2 separate regions of the Ovis aries genome follow, and region 1 is linked to region 2. The links are chromatin contacts, called in public Hi-C maps. All regions are on one chromosome and are shown on one strand. The core of a region is the stretch at or near the end of the contact, and the rest is flanking DNA. Distances in the headings are between cores, read along the strand shown. Region 1 has its middle 80 kb from the start of ATF7IP. Region 2 holds the start of ATF7IP (activating transcription factor 7 interacting protein).

Region 1 (6,441 bases), core at 2,332-4,831, 80 kb after region 2:
GAAAGGTCAACAAATTGAGGCCTTAATTTAGAATCAAAGGTCACTCAACTAACTCCTTACAAGGGTGACACTGGCAGGAGTTCTCAGCTTTGTTCCATATTGGGGGAGGGGGGGTGACATCTATCTTTAGGTCATCCTCTGGCAACAAAAAATCTGGGGATGCAGTGGAGAAGTGTAGTTTAAGGAAGTCGCTCAGGCAATTCCTGTAAAGTCACCCAGAGAAGGTGACCTGTTTTCCTTCCTGCCCAGTCACTGCACAATGGGGAGACATAGAGGCAGGCCAATCTGATTTTGGTCTTAGAGACTTTACAAGGGATTGGGCTCCTGGGGGGGGGGGCACCCAAAATCAGGTAGCGCGGGGTTTTTTTTTACTGCCACGAAGTAGCTGAGCTCTTACTGTTTCTGGCTCACATTGCCAGAAATTTACATTTAAAAATTGCATTCTTTATAAGTTTGGGCTTTTATGGTAGATCGTTTGTTATTGAGCTTGTATTAAGTTTTGTTCTCGGTTTTGCGGGTGGGGACTGACTTCCGTGGCCCTGATGTCAGCTTTAGGGAGCCACGCCCTGGCTCAGCAAAGCTACAGTCTTCAAGGCTCAGGGTGTAGTCTGGTTGTTGATCATTTGAAAGCCTGGAGTAGTCGTCACCGGTCGACACACTGTCTTCTTTCAGCTCTCTGAGCAGGAGTTTCCCAACTGGCTGGAGTTGGAGGCTTGCAGGGGTGGGGCTGGAATGTCTTCCTCATTCCTTCTTCCCTTCCTCTCCACTCCCTCCCCCTCCACTCCCTTCCCCTCCCCTCCCCTCCCTTCTCTCTCCCACTCACTTACCCCTCTTCCCCCTCCCCCACCTCCTCCTCTTCTCTCCTCCTCCTCCCCCCCTTCACCGCCTCCTCCAGGCTGCGGTTGCTGGTGCTGGGGAGGGGGAGGGCCGAGTGGCTGGAAGTAGAGAGTGGGAAGGACCGGAGTCCTAGGAGGCCCGGTAGCTCCCGGGCCCCTGAGCACGTGGACAGGAACTCTGTTCACAATATCTGTAGAATGATCATAAATTATGCAAAAAGGCAGGGTCCTCTTCACGAGGTCTTCTGAAAGTCCGCACCAGTGTTTTAATGATAGTTTTACGGAGAGCCAGTTCATTCATGATTACTACTCTCCCATCTGTAAAATGGGGATGAAACAAAAGTTAAATATTATCCCCAAATAGGAAGCTTGTGTAACAAAGCTGTGTTCGTTTCCTCTGAACAGTGAAGAGGAACTAAGTAACTTCGCGTTGTTGATTTTATTCCAAACAAATACAGACCCTATACAACAAATGTCTTCCTTTGTTCTGGGTCTTGTAAAGAGTCGTTTCTCTACAAAGAAAGGATCCCCTTGGTGCATTCCTTGGCCCAACGGGCCGCAGGGATTATGGAGAGAAAGCTCTCTGGAGCCGTTTTCCTGGTTGGAGACATTGTTCTGGAAAGCAGGCTGGGTTGCCATGGCTACGGCTCCCCAGCGGCCTCGGCCTGCCCCTCTCCACCCGGCCTGCCCATGCTGCCTGCTTGTACCAGGGTTGTCCTGACTTCAAACATTCCTCCCACACAGCACGGAAATGGCAGGGAAATTCCAAACTATAATTCCCAGATGGCCTCTGAGACCCAGAGGCAGAAAAAAAATAATTCCTTGTACGGTAGTCCTGAATTGTCCTTGAAAAAAACAGCCTTTAGATTGAAAGCTTGTTGAAGGCAGGAACCACGTCCTCATCGCTGAAGCAATCCTCCCCTCTCACCTTTACCATCTTACCTCCTAGCCCAAAGTAGGCAGACACACAATGGGATCTGAAAAAAAGTCTATGACTATTTGCCAGCGAGGTGGCAGTTTAACAGGGGGTTAAAAACAAGGACTCGACCAGAATCTTGGTCTGCCACTTAATTTGATGAATTTGATGAAACAATCTTTCCAAGCTCCATTTTCCTCATCTCTAGAATGGGAACAATAATGTCTAACTCAGAGGTATATGTGAATACTGAATAACATACTTTAATATATGAAGTAGTTGTTATTGTGTCTAGCTTTATAGCAAGCTCTCGGTATTATGATTCTGTTTACTTCTATTACCTTCATCTCCTCTGTAGCCTTCTGCTTGTTCCTGTGGGGAGAAACACTGCCCCTACTAAAAAACAAATAGAAAAAACCCGAACAAAAACCTTCTGGCAGAATCTGTATCAGCCCCAATCTAATAGTTAATGAAATGAATATAGAAGGGCTGCGTAAGTTATCTATTTGTGTAATAGCGTCAACTAGGGCATGCTAGTAACAAGCTTCATTTATGGAAGATTGGAGAACATAAATAATGCAAAGTGAATGTGTTTCAATGGTCCACCCATGCATGCATTTATGGTATAAAGATAAAAATAGCACGGTGACGTCTTTTAGTTTGACCTTCTCCCTCTCCCCTCCCCCAATTTCTCAGGGTATTTGGAAACTCTACAGACCCGGTTTTAATTGAATGTCTTTGTGTGTGTGTGTGTGTGTGTGTGTGTGTGTGTGTGTGTGTGTGTGTGTGTGTGTGAGAGAGAGAGAGATCTGTACACTCACAGGGGTCCCCACAGTCCTCTCCACACCAGGGCTGCCTTCCAACTCAAACAAGCCTTGGGGTCTGGAGCCACTTATCTAGTGCCTCTGGAAGAGTCTAAACATCTTTGGGATACTCAGGGGACAGGGAATTTAGCACCCCACCCCCAAGTTTGCTCTTCCCCTCCCCCACACCTCACACCTCGCTAAATCCGGACTTTGGCTAGAATTCCTAGGTAGCCTTTGGCGTTTAGGGGGGATCAAGAGATGTAAGTGGTCCAGGAAGGCTCTGAGCCCAACCTGGCCGCAGGATGTGCACACCATGGACAGCTGTGGGCCACAGCTCAGACTGTTGGACTCTGAGAGGAGCCACTTCAGGGTGGGACTGATCAGATGTCCGAGGTTCTGGCACCTGGGGGAGGGGAAGCGAGGATAGGATTATCATTCCACTGTTACCTAATACTGCTGTGTCCCTTGGTTGAGAGCGTATGTACGGCTTGTATGTATTTTAGGGCACGAATTGAGAAGAGCATGTGGACAGTCCTGATTCGTGTATTGTCATTAATGCATAGAGCCGAAGGAGCCTGGTAATTACATGTGCAAGTATCCAGAGTGTAGCGCGCTCCCAAGACACCTTTGTGCGGTGTATGTTGAGGTTGTGCAATAATGCAGCAGAGGTGCAGAGAGGCGGTGTGAACTGCAGGGTGTGAAGTGTTGTTCCCTTTCCTTCAGACTCTCACACATTCTACACCCCCAACCCCCCGGGATACACATTAAACCACCCTACACACAATCCTCCCCTCCCCCCACACCGCAGCCAGCTTTCTCTGAAAACTGATACCCTGAGGCCCTTTTCCCTCACCAGCCACAATTAGGGGAAGTATGAGGGAAAATGCGGACTGGATTCAGGCACAAAGGCAGTGCTCTGTCGTTTTTCCTTATTTAGTAGGCCGCTGTTCCGGCTCCAGGCCTTATATTTTATCTGACTTTGCTACTCCAGGAAACAGCTTTAGGCTCCTGCGAGTCCAAGCCAATTCCACTTCTCACTGCGAAGTCCATTTTGTATTTTCTGTTTCACCCTCGTCAAGTCTCAGCCGAGGCTGTTGTTCTCAATCCAGCTCAGAAACTGGCTCAAACCGCCCTGAACTGGATTTGGTGGCTGTTGAGACACAGTTTCTGCCTCTTTGTTAGGGCGGATCCGGCCTCATTTGCTCTTCAGTTTCCCTCCCTCCTGTTTTCCCAGAGTCACCACCAGCAATTCCCCTCCCCCTGCCTCTCCAGTTTGGCATTTTTTTACCCTTCCCTGGGCCAAGGCCCCATGCAATAGATTAAATTCTTTAATAAAATAGTGGATTTAGGTTGTAAACCTTAAGCTTTTGCGACATTAACTGTTTTCTTTTTTTTTCCAAATTTGTTATCTAACCAATTGACATGGTGCCCTTAAAATCTTGGCTCTCGTTCTAACCTAGAAATATCTTAAAATTTCACTCTAGATGGAAAGAACTTTAAATTTCACATAAAAGACTGAAAGGTGTTGGTGTATTACATTGTTAATTTGTTTTGTAACTGTGTAAATAAACATAATTTATTCATTTCTTTGTTGAGAAAGGACAAAACATAATATGTACAGAATTTTTAAACAGTTACTTGTACTGGCTGTTGTAACCTCACGATTCCCAGAGAAAAAACTGAAGATTTGAGATGGTTTTGGTTTTTGAACATGTAATTTTAACCCTGGATCAGATTTTGTGAATTGTTTAGTGGAGAAGGCTGTTCGGAGAATGCGCGGGAACCATTTCTAACGTAATGCAGGTGGAGGCAAAACTCAGAATGTGACGGAATGAGGAGAGGACAGGGCTGGGCTTTTGTAAGTTTTCTTTGTATGAAATGTAAGCATTTCTTATGTTTTGGAACGAGAGAAGGGGCTGATTATGCAATACTGTGGAGGTAATAGATGTACACTCTAAAATGGCTAATTTTCTGTTATGTGGATTTTACCTCAGTCTTAAAATTTAAGCGTTTTCTGGACAAGAATTTTTCATTTTCTTCTTGTGGTTTTAAAATATCAGAAGAGAGATAATAAGCAACCATATTCGGGGTGTGGCTCCATTAGGTGCTTGACGACTCTCTGGTCTCCCTCTGCTGGCCAAAGTGAGCAGTGTGTCACGATGTCGCAAGGCCTTTTGAGCCTGTCTCAATTATATGTCGAAGCACAAACACTGGGCTGCTTTACTCAGAATCTTCCTCAATGCCTTGTTTCGTGTGCATTTTGTCTTACGTGGTTTGTACAGGGCTCTTTTACTGAACAAGGATCACAGATGTTTTGCTTCTGCGGTGTTACAAAGGATTAATTATAACTGAGCAACTTAAAATTCAGCCCTACATCTCAAAACAGAATCAAAAACGTCATTTTTCCTAGGCTAAAAACCCGAGTTAAATTGCTCATTTAAGTGTTTAGTTTCAGTAGAGCATAAAGCCCTGGAAAAAAGCCAATGATAACAGTAGATCTGGAAAAGCTACTTTTAAAATGCACTAAAAGACGGCTGGCTTTGTCTAGTGATTCACTACCCCGAGAAAGAAAAACTTACATAAAAAAGGTGAATCGAGACATTGAACTTATGAGATTTACAAATTTTAGCTGGTTGTTGTGGAAAGAAAAACAGTATATTGCTGTATAGGAGATCAGATCAGCCTTTTCTTTGGTAGATATCTCTTACTTTAGGATCTTCACACCTTCTGTTTCACATGCTTAAAATGCTTCTCCCTCCTCCAGTTCCTCCTGTTCATGGTTAAGCCTCACCTATCAAGCCTTTTCTTATATGCCACCTCTTCAGAGAAGCCTGCCTGCCTGGTTAAAACTAGATATCTTATACTTCGTTAAAAGTAGATTCCTTATATAAAAATATATTCCTTGTTATCTTCTCATATGACATCCTCTCTTTTTTTGTTATAGGATCACTCTAACTTACGATTGTGTATATTTGTTTTCTTGAATATTCTTTTTCTCCTTCATTAGCTTTCTAAATCCCCTACGGGCCATGCCTATCTGATCAGAACTATATAATCAGCTTTTGGAAGAGTACCTGGCCAAAAATAAATAAATAAATAAAATAACAAGGAATAAATATTTGTTGAACAGATAAGTTAATCTCAAATACCCTGTTTGTAGCTCCAGTCCAGTACTTTCTGGACTACTTTTCTTCTTTTATACCTTGTAAGTTTTTCAAGAGTTAGCTTGTGTTTTTTCTCTCTTGGACACTCTCAGAAACTATTGATTTGTTTTAGGGCTCCTTTTCTCATAGTGTGAGAGCTACTGAGTGTAATGGAATTGTTACAGTTCCTCGAATTTTAAGCCGCCTAAAAAAAAGAGAGAAACAGACTAATCATCAGTTTCTTACAGTCTGTGTTTTCTCTTCTGCGGTATCTGATTTTATTCTGAAACATCTCTCCCCATCATGTTCCCCTTCCTTTTTTGATTTCTGAACCTGGAGTTCTCTACTTGGTGCTCCCTTCCCTGCACCCCCCACCCCCATCAAAACCTTCCCTGTGATGGGGAAAGGGTCTACCAATTCTTCAAAAAAAATCTCTTCCTCCAGTCGAGAGAAAGACTCCTCCATGCAGAGATTTAAATTCCCTGGAATTTGAAGTAGGCAATTTGCATTTCTGAGAACCTTTAGATTAGATGTCAGTCTTTTCTTTGGACTTCAGCCCAAAACAAGAGTAATCCCTTGGGGGCATTTCTTTACCTAGGCAAATTAACTATTATTACACTCTTCCAAAAGCTGTGCTAGGGACTTTTGTGACCTGTGGTTTATTCTGTATTCATTGAATGGTTTTGATTGACTGATGGTTGTGTAACTGGTAGAATTTCCCTAGCTGCCTACAAGATGCT
Region 2 (6,132 bases), core at 1,201-3,700:
TTCTAATTAACTTTTGACACCTTCTAAACGTGCTAAAACAAGTAAAAAGTTTTAAATATCAATATTAAAATCACAATTTAAAGAAAAAAACTTTAATGGCTTTGGCTTAAGTATTCAAATCTTTTTTTCCTGAATTTTTTGTTTAAAATGTACAAATCTAAAAGGATTTTAATTGACTCCCAGTAACAGAATTAATTCAGTATTTATTCAATCTTAATAGTAACTTAAATTCCAAATCATGCCTGTTATTCAGAGTACTAATGAACAAAAAATATTAGACGTTCAAACAGTACATTATTCTTAGTTTAAGTTTATAGAACTATACTTGCCTTTCTAACCAATGTGCCCATCACTACAAAACAGCAAAACTGTCTTACCAATACATATTTACCTAGTTCGTTATGTTCTTCAGTGTTGTCAAGTGCCTCTTGTAAGCTTCAACATTAACCTGAGGCAATCATTTGTATATGCAAATGAAAACATAAGTTTAAATATATAAAACAAAATATTTCACTTTTCTGAGAAGTGCAGAATGAAACATGTTCTAGACAGAAGTTCTTTTCTTAACCTAACTATGTACGCATACACAGACACAGAAAAAAACATGTTTCAACTCTTAAATATTTGAAATTATATCTGGAGATGGAAGGGGTGTGCTGGGTAATCAACCTGGAAGCATAAAAGGGGGGAAAAAAAAATCACACAACTGCCCTCTAAATATATTTCTGTGTAAAAGACTTGGAGGTTCAAAAATTATATCACAACAACAAGTACTCTGTTCAGAAAAAAAGAATTATTTCTATCACTGCATTCTATGCCCTGTGTGATGTCATTTTTTAAAAAACCCATCAACCAAAAGTATTCCTTTCAACTACATCTATTTAAATCTTATTAACAGTACCTGTAGGCAATAAAGTCCCTAAACCAACGAAGATTATAAAGCGACAGCCACTTCTTCATTTGACAAGTGACTAATTTAAGAGTTACATAACCAAGAAAACAGTTGTTGCATATACAAGACAAAGATGACATTTATGACAACCATTTACAAGTTTTCAGGCCAGTAAGAAATAATTTGCACAATGGTAGAATTCTATTAAATCGTATAAAACTTCTCCCAAAGGCTTACCTAAGATTTAAATATAGTGACACTACCATTTTAAACTAAAATAATCAGGATACTTTAAGAAACTAAAACCAGGAACAGACAACTTTAAAAACCAAACACAAACTGTATCTTACACACATTTATATATAGCAGGCTGTTTTTTTAATCAACTGATTTATTGATGATTCACAATCTCCTCATAAAGGCCTCAGGGTAGTTGGGAGTTCTTTGTAGAATTCTTTATCAGGAAAATTTACCGAGTTTGAGTTATATTTTACATATCATTACAATTTTAAAAGTCAAAGTAACAAATATAATCTAACTGAAGCAGTACTAGACATGCAATCAAAAATAGAAAAAATGCAAGCAAGGTCAGAGGCACACCACTGATTAAAACTCCACCGACTGAAGATCCAATTATTTAAAAAAATATAAACACTTAAGGAGATTAAGATTTCTTTTTAAAACATTATATAGATTCTTTCAATGTCCCCTCCCTCTCATATTTCCAAACCTCAAACTGTTCCTATTTTGAAAACATTCCATAATAGAACTGGTAAGGATAGGGTTAAAAATGTATTTGCAAATATGCAGTTCAAATAATTGCACTTCCCGTGAGAACACCACTAGGTGCTGATCTTTAGCTCCCTAAATATAAACGTGAATCCAGCAATACACTTAAAGTGAAATTAAAATCGAGAACCACAAATGGACAATCATTTTTACACAAAATTAAGTCCACAGCTTCTCAGAAAATAGGAGAAATACACACACACAAAAAAACTCTCAGGTCGCTACAGGAATACAGCATAAGAGAAACGTTTTCTTTGAAAAATATAGAAATTCCCGTGTAACAAAACGAAACCCCTCAAGAATGAAAAAAAATTAAATCTAGAACCCGAATGGCGTCCAAGAACATTAGATCTTGAAAATGAATATTGCGCTTGCGCAGCCACCGCCCCGCCAGCTGCACAACTGCAGCTAGAGCCCGACCCCGCAAGATCACGTGCTCCCATGCAGCGCCCGCCCGCAGCTCCGCAACCGCGCAGGCGCAAACACAACTCCCGCAGCCGCCATAATGCGGTCTTGACTCTTAAGAAATACAATAGTAATTTAACAAAATGTGGTTATAACAGCCCCTGGGACTCACATATACCTTTCGGGGCGGGAGATGAGGCAGGAGGAACCAAGTTCCGTCCTACAGAGTCGTCCCGCGCAGCCGTCCCCACCGCTGCCGCCTCAGTCTCGCGCTCCCCACTCGCCGCGCCGCCGCTGCCTCCGCCGCCGCCTCCGCAGATTCAAAAACAAACCCGCTTCTCCCTTGCACGCGCCGGGGCCGTTATGCAAATTATTGTAGGCGGGGCTCCGTGGTCGTAATATTGGCCACGCCCGCCGTGCTTTCAGCCAATAGGCTCCCGGATTAGCTGTTCCCCATGCAAATCTCCAGGGTTTTTATTTGAATGAGAAATATTGGCCCCGCCTCCTGCCGTGGAAAAGAGAAGCTAGTCTGAGGTGGTGGCGCTGCGCCCTTTAGTTGCAGTGAGGTGTGTTTTTTGAGTGGCGCATCGCTCAACCGGTGAGTAGCACTTTGTGAGCGCCCTCTATGAGCCTCAGTAAAGAAGGAAGGAAATAGGTGGGTGAAAGTTAAAAGAGCTAGGGCAAGGTTTTCGAAAAAGACTATAGCATGTTACTTTATCGTGTATATTAAAAACTCGGAAAATATACTTTAAACTGTGTAAGTCACGAGAGAATGGCGCAAACATCTTTTTTTTCAGTTGTTCTCTGCCAGAACAAGCGCTTCCAGTTGTACCTTTCAACCTGTTGTATCCCTGTTACTTAGTTTTTTACTGTGAGCCAAACCCTCATGAAGGCCACAGAGTGCAATTAAAAAAAAAAAAAAAAGCTGCTCGTGTTTTTTGAAGAATCTGGGCTTACGTCCAGTTACTCCTGCTTACTTGCTTGTTACTTGGAATAAGTGTTAGTCAGTTTTCTCATCTCCAAAATGATAATAACTGTAATTCAAATCAGTTGAGGAGGCTAAATGATTGGATAAATGTAAATGTGTTCTGCAAAGCAAAAGCAGACTGACAAATGGATAGTGAGGTTTTTTTTTTTTAATATCATTAGTAAACCGTGATGCTTAATCTATTCATTCAGTATTTATTTAGCAATGAGTGTGTTCCAGACCTATATTACTTTGCCTGTCTTTAAGAAATCTCTACTACAGTGGAGAAGACAAAAAAGTTAACAGGAAGTTTTTGTAAATAATTAGAAATTAATGTGGGGTGGTTAATATTTATTTCTATAATTTGATTCTGTCCTTAGCACAGAATATAGTACACTAGTGCTCAATATATTACAAATAGAGGCTCAATTATAACAAATTATGTATTATAATTTAACACATAGTGCTCAATTATAAAATAGATGCTCAGCAAATTACAAATCTATCAATATTTAAAATTCTATAATAAGAAATGAGGTTGGTATAGTAGAGTTCATTAGCTTTCTCTTTGTCTTCTATAAGCAACCAAAAAGGAATAATTTTCATAATAGTTCATTCTTAATTGTCTTGGCTAATGACAAATACTTGAACATGAACTCACCAATTGGGCAATTTTCTTTCTTGCTCATATTCTAGACTTGCCACCCCAAAACTCCACTTAGTTTTATTGTATTTTAATCTTCCCCCATATATCCTCAATGACATGTTTATGGGCGCTTTAGCTATTCTACCTGCTGATTAATCTAACCAATCATTCATTGTTTCAATCAACAAGTACATCGTTTATTCTTTATTCACACACTTTCCGAAGCACTAGAGATGCCCAGAGGAAATGACACTGCCTCTAATCAGGAAGGAGTCATATATACAGATTCCCATTATGAGATCATTACAATCATGAGGTTATATACTAAAAATAAAAGAAATATAAAACAAGAGAACATAAATCTTCTTGTGGAATGTAGGAAAACTTCACAGAACAGGTGATACTTGATCTGACTCATAATGTAGAACTTAAAGTGGCTGTCAGAATAGGTACAAAAGAAAGAAGATTCAAGTTAGGTAAAACAGAAATGCAAAGGCACTGTAAAGAGGAAAAGGTGTGGCTTAAATTTATAATAGGATGATACTTAGAATATTTATCAATCCTTGTGGTACCAGGCACTGACCAATTAGAATAGAAGAAGGTTTGAAGACCCCTAATTTACCAGATGTTGACGACAGAGGATGAGATGTCTGGATAGCATTACCAACTCGATGGACATGAGTTTGAGTGGACTCCGGGAGATGGTGATGGACAGGAAGGCCTGGCATGCTGCGATTCATGGGGTCGCAAAGAGTCGGACACCACTGAGTGACTGAACTGAACTGACCTGAACTGAATCTTCTAGTTGTAGGTTTCTGGAGAGGTCCAGGGATTCTTCAGCTGAGCATTGAGACAGATTGGCTGGTAGGAGGGATATTTGGTGTAGGGCAGCTACTTACCAGTAAGTACTGAAGGATTTATATATTTTACCCTCCGTGATGGGCTTATTTATACATACAGACTGAATACTCTTCTAGAAAAAAAGTGGAGTAAAGCAACGTCACAGAGAAAATTCCAAAAAACAAAAAGACAAAAACCTAAAATAGTAAACATTTTAAAATGAAGAAATTGAGCAGCAATTGAACGAGGAAAATAAAACTTTTGAAAAACAATATAAACTTGAGAAAGGAACAGTTAAAGAGGAAAGCTAGAGTTTCTAAGTACTGTTAGAAACAGTCTAATTTAGTGCTTATAAAAATGAGCTCTGAAGATACACTACCTGAATTAAAATCTTGTCTCTGCCTGCAATGCAGGAGACCCTGCTTTGATCTCTGGGTTGAATAGATCCCCTGGAGGAGGGTATGGCAGCCCACTCCAGTTTTCTTGCCTGGATAATCCCCATGGACAGAGGAGCCAGGTGTGTGGCAGCCCATGGCTTTGCAAAGAGTTGGACACAACTAAGCATCACCAACTCGATGGACATAAGTTTGAGCAAGATCTGGGAGTTGGTGATGGATAGGGAAGCCTGATGTGCTGCAGTCCATGGGGTCACAAAGAGTCTGACACAACTGAGGGACTGAACTGAACTGAGCAACTAAGCACACATGCATGCTCAGCTTCTTACTACATGTTCTAAATTTCTCTAGCCAAATGGTTTCAGAAAAAGGAAATGGGCATGGTAAAAATTTCCCTTATCTGGTAATGTTTTTACAAAGATTCAGTTCATTTCAGTCACTCAGTTGTGTCCGACTCTTTGCGACCCCACGAATCGCAGCAAGCCAGGCCTCCCTGTCCATTACCAACTCCCGGAGTTCACTCAGACTCACATCCATCGAGTCCGTGATGCCATTCAGTCATCTCATCCTCTGTTGTCCCCTTCTCCTCCTGCCCCCAATCCCTCCCAGCATCAAAGTATTTTCCGATGAGTCAACTCTTCACTTGAGTGGCCAAAGTGCTGGAGTTTCAGCTTTAGCATCAGTTCCTTCCAAAGAAATCCCAGGGTTGATCTCCTTCAGAATGCACTGGATGGATCTCCTTGCAGTCCAAGGGACTCTCAAGAGTCTTCTCCTACACCACAGTTCAAAAGCATCCATTCTTCGGCACTCAGCTTTCTTCACAGTCCAACTCTCACATCCATACATGACCATAGGAAAAATCATAGCCTTGACTAGACGGACCTTAGTTGGCAAAGTAATGTCTCTGCTTTTGAATATGCTATTTAGGTTGGTCATAACTCTTCTTCCAAGGAGTAAGCATCTTTTAATTTCATGGCTGCAATCACCATCTGCAGTGATTTTGGAGCCCAGAAAAATAAAGTTTGACACTGTTTCCACTGTTTCCCCATCTGTTTCCCATGAAGTGATGGGATCGGATGCCATGATCTTCGTTTTCTGAATGTTGAGCTTTAAGCCAACTTTTTCATTCTCCACTTTCACTTTCATCAAGAGGCTTTTTAGTTCCTCTTTGCTTTCTGCCATAAGGGTGGTGTCATCT

Evidence for each region. A called contact is a pair of places that touch in the nucleus more often than the background predicts.
Region 1: a contact with region 2 is called in a Hi-C map of tail adipose tissue, with 4 times the contacts expected there. The contact joins the enhancer-like site here to the promoter of ATF7IP in region 2. A contact is called at or near these places in 9 of 16 Hi-C or Micro-C datasets (blood, hypothalamus, liver and 3 more).

The regions. Positions count from the first base shown.
Region 1 is chr3:201,198,985-201,205,425 of ARS-UI_Ramb_v3.0, forward strand. No RefSeq gene overlaps it. Among named protein-coding and RNA genes, the nearest start is that of ATF7IP, 80 kb to the left of the region's middle. Within about 2 kb of position 3,582, at least 42 of the 54 cell types and tissues checked have an H3K27ac peak or open chromatin away from gene starts, as enhancers often do. A contact at or near this core is called in hypothalamus, liver and tail adipose tissue, where this site is marked.
Region 2 is chr3:201,119,956-201,126,087 of ARS-UI_Ramb_v3.0, forward strand. ATF7IP (activating transcription factor 7 interacting protein) reads right to left here and starts at 2,451. Exons shown (of 15, transcript XM_060413383.1): 1 at 2,265-2,451.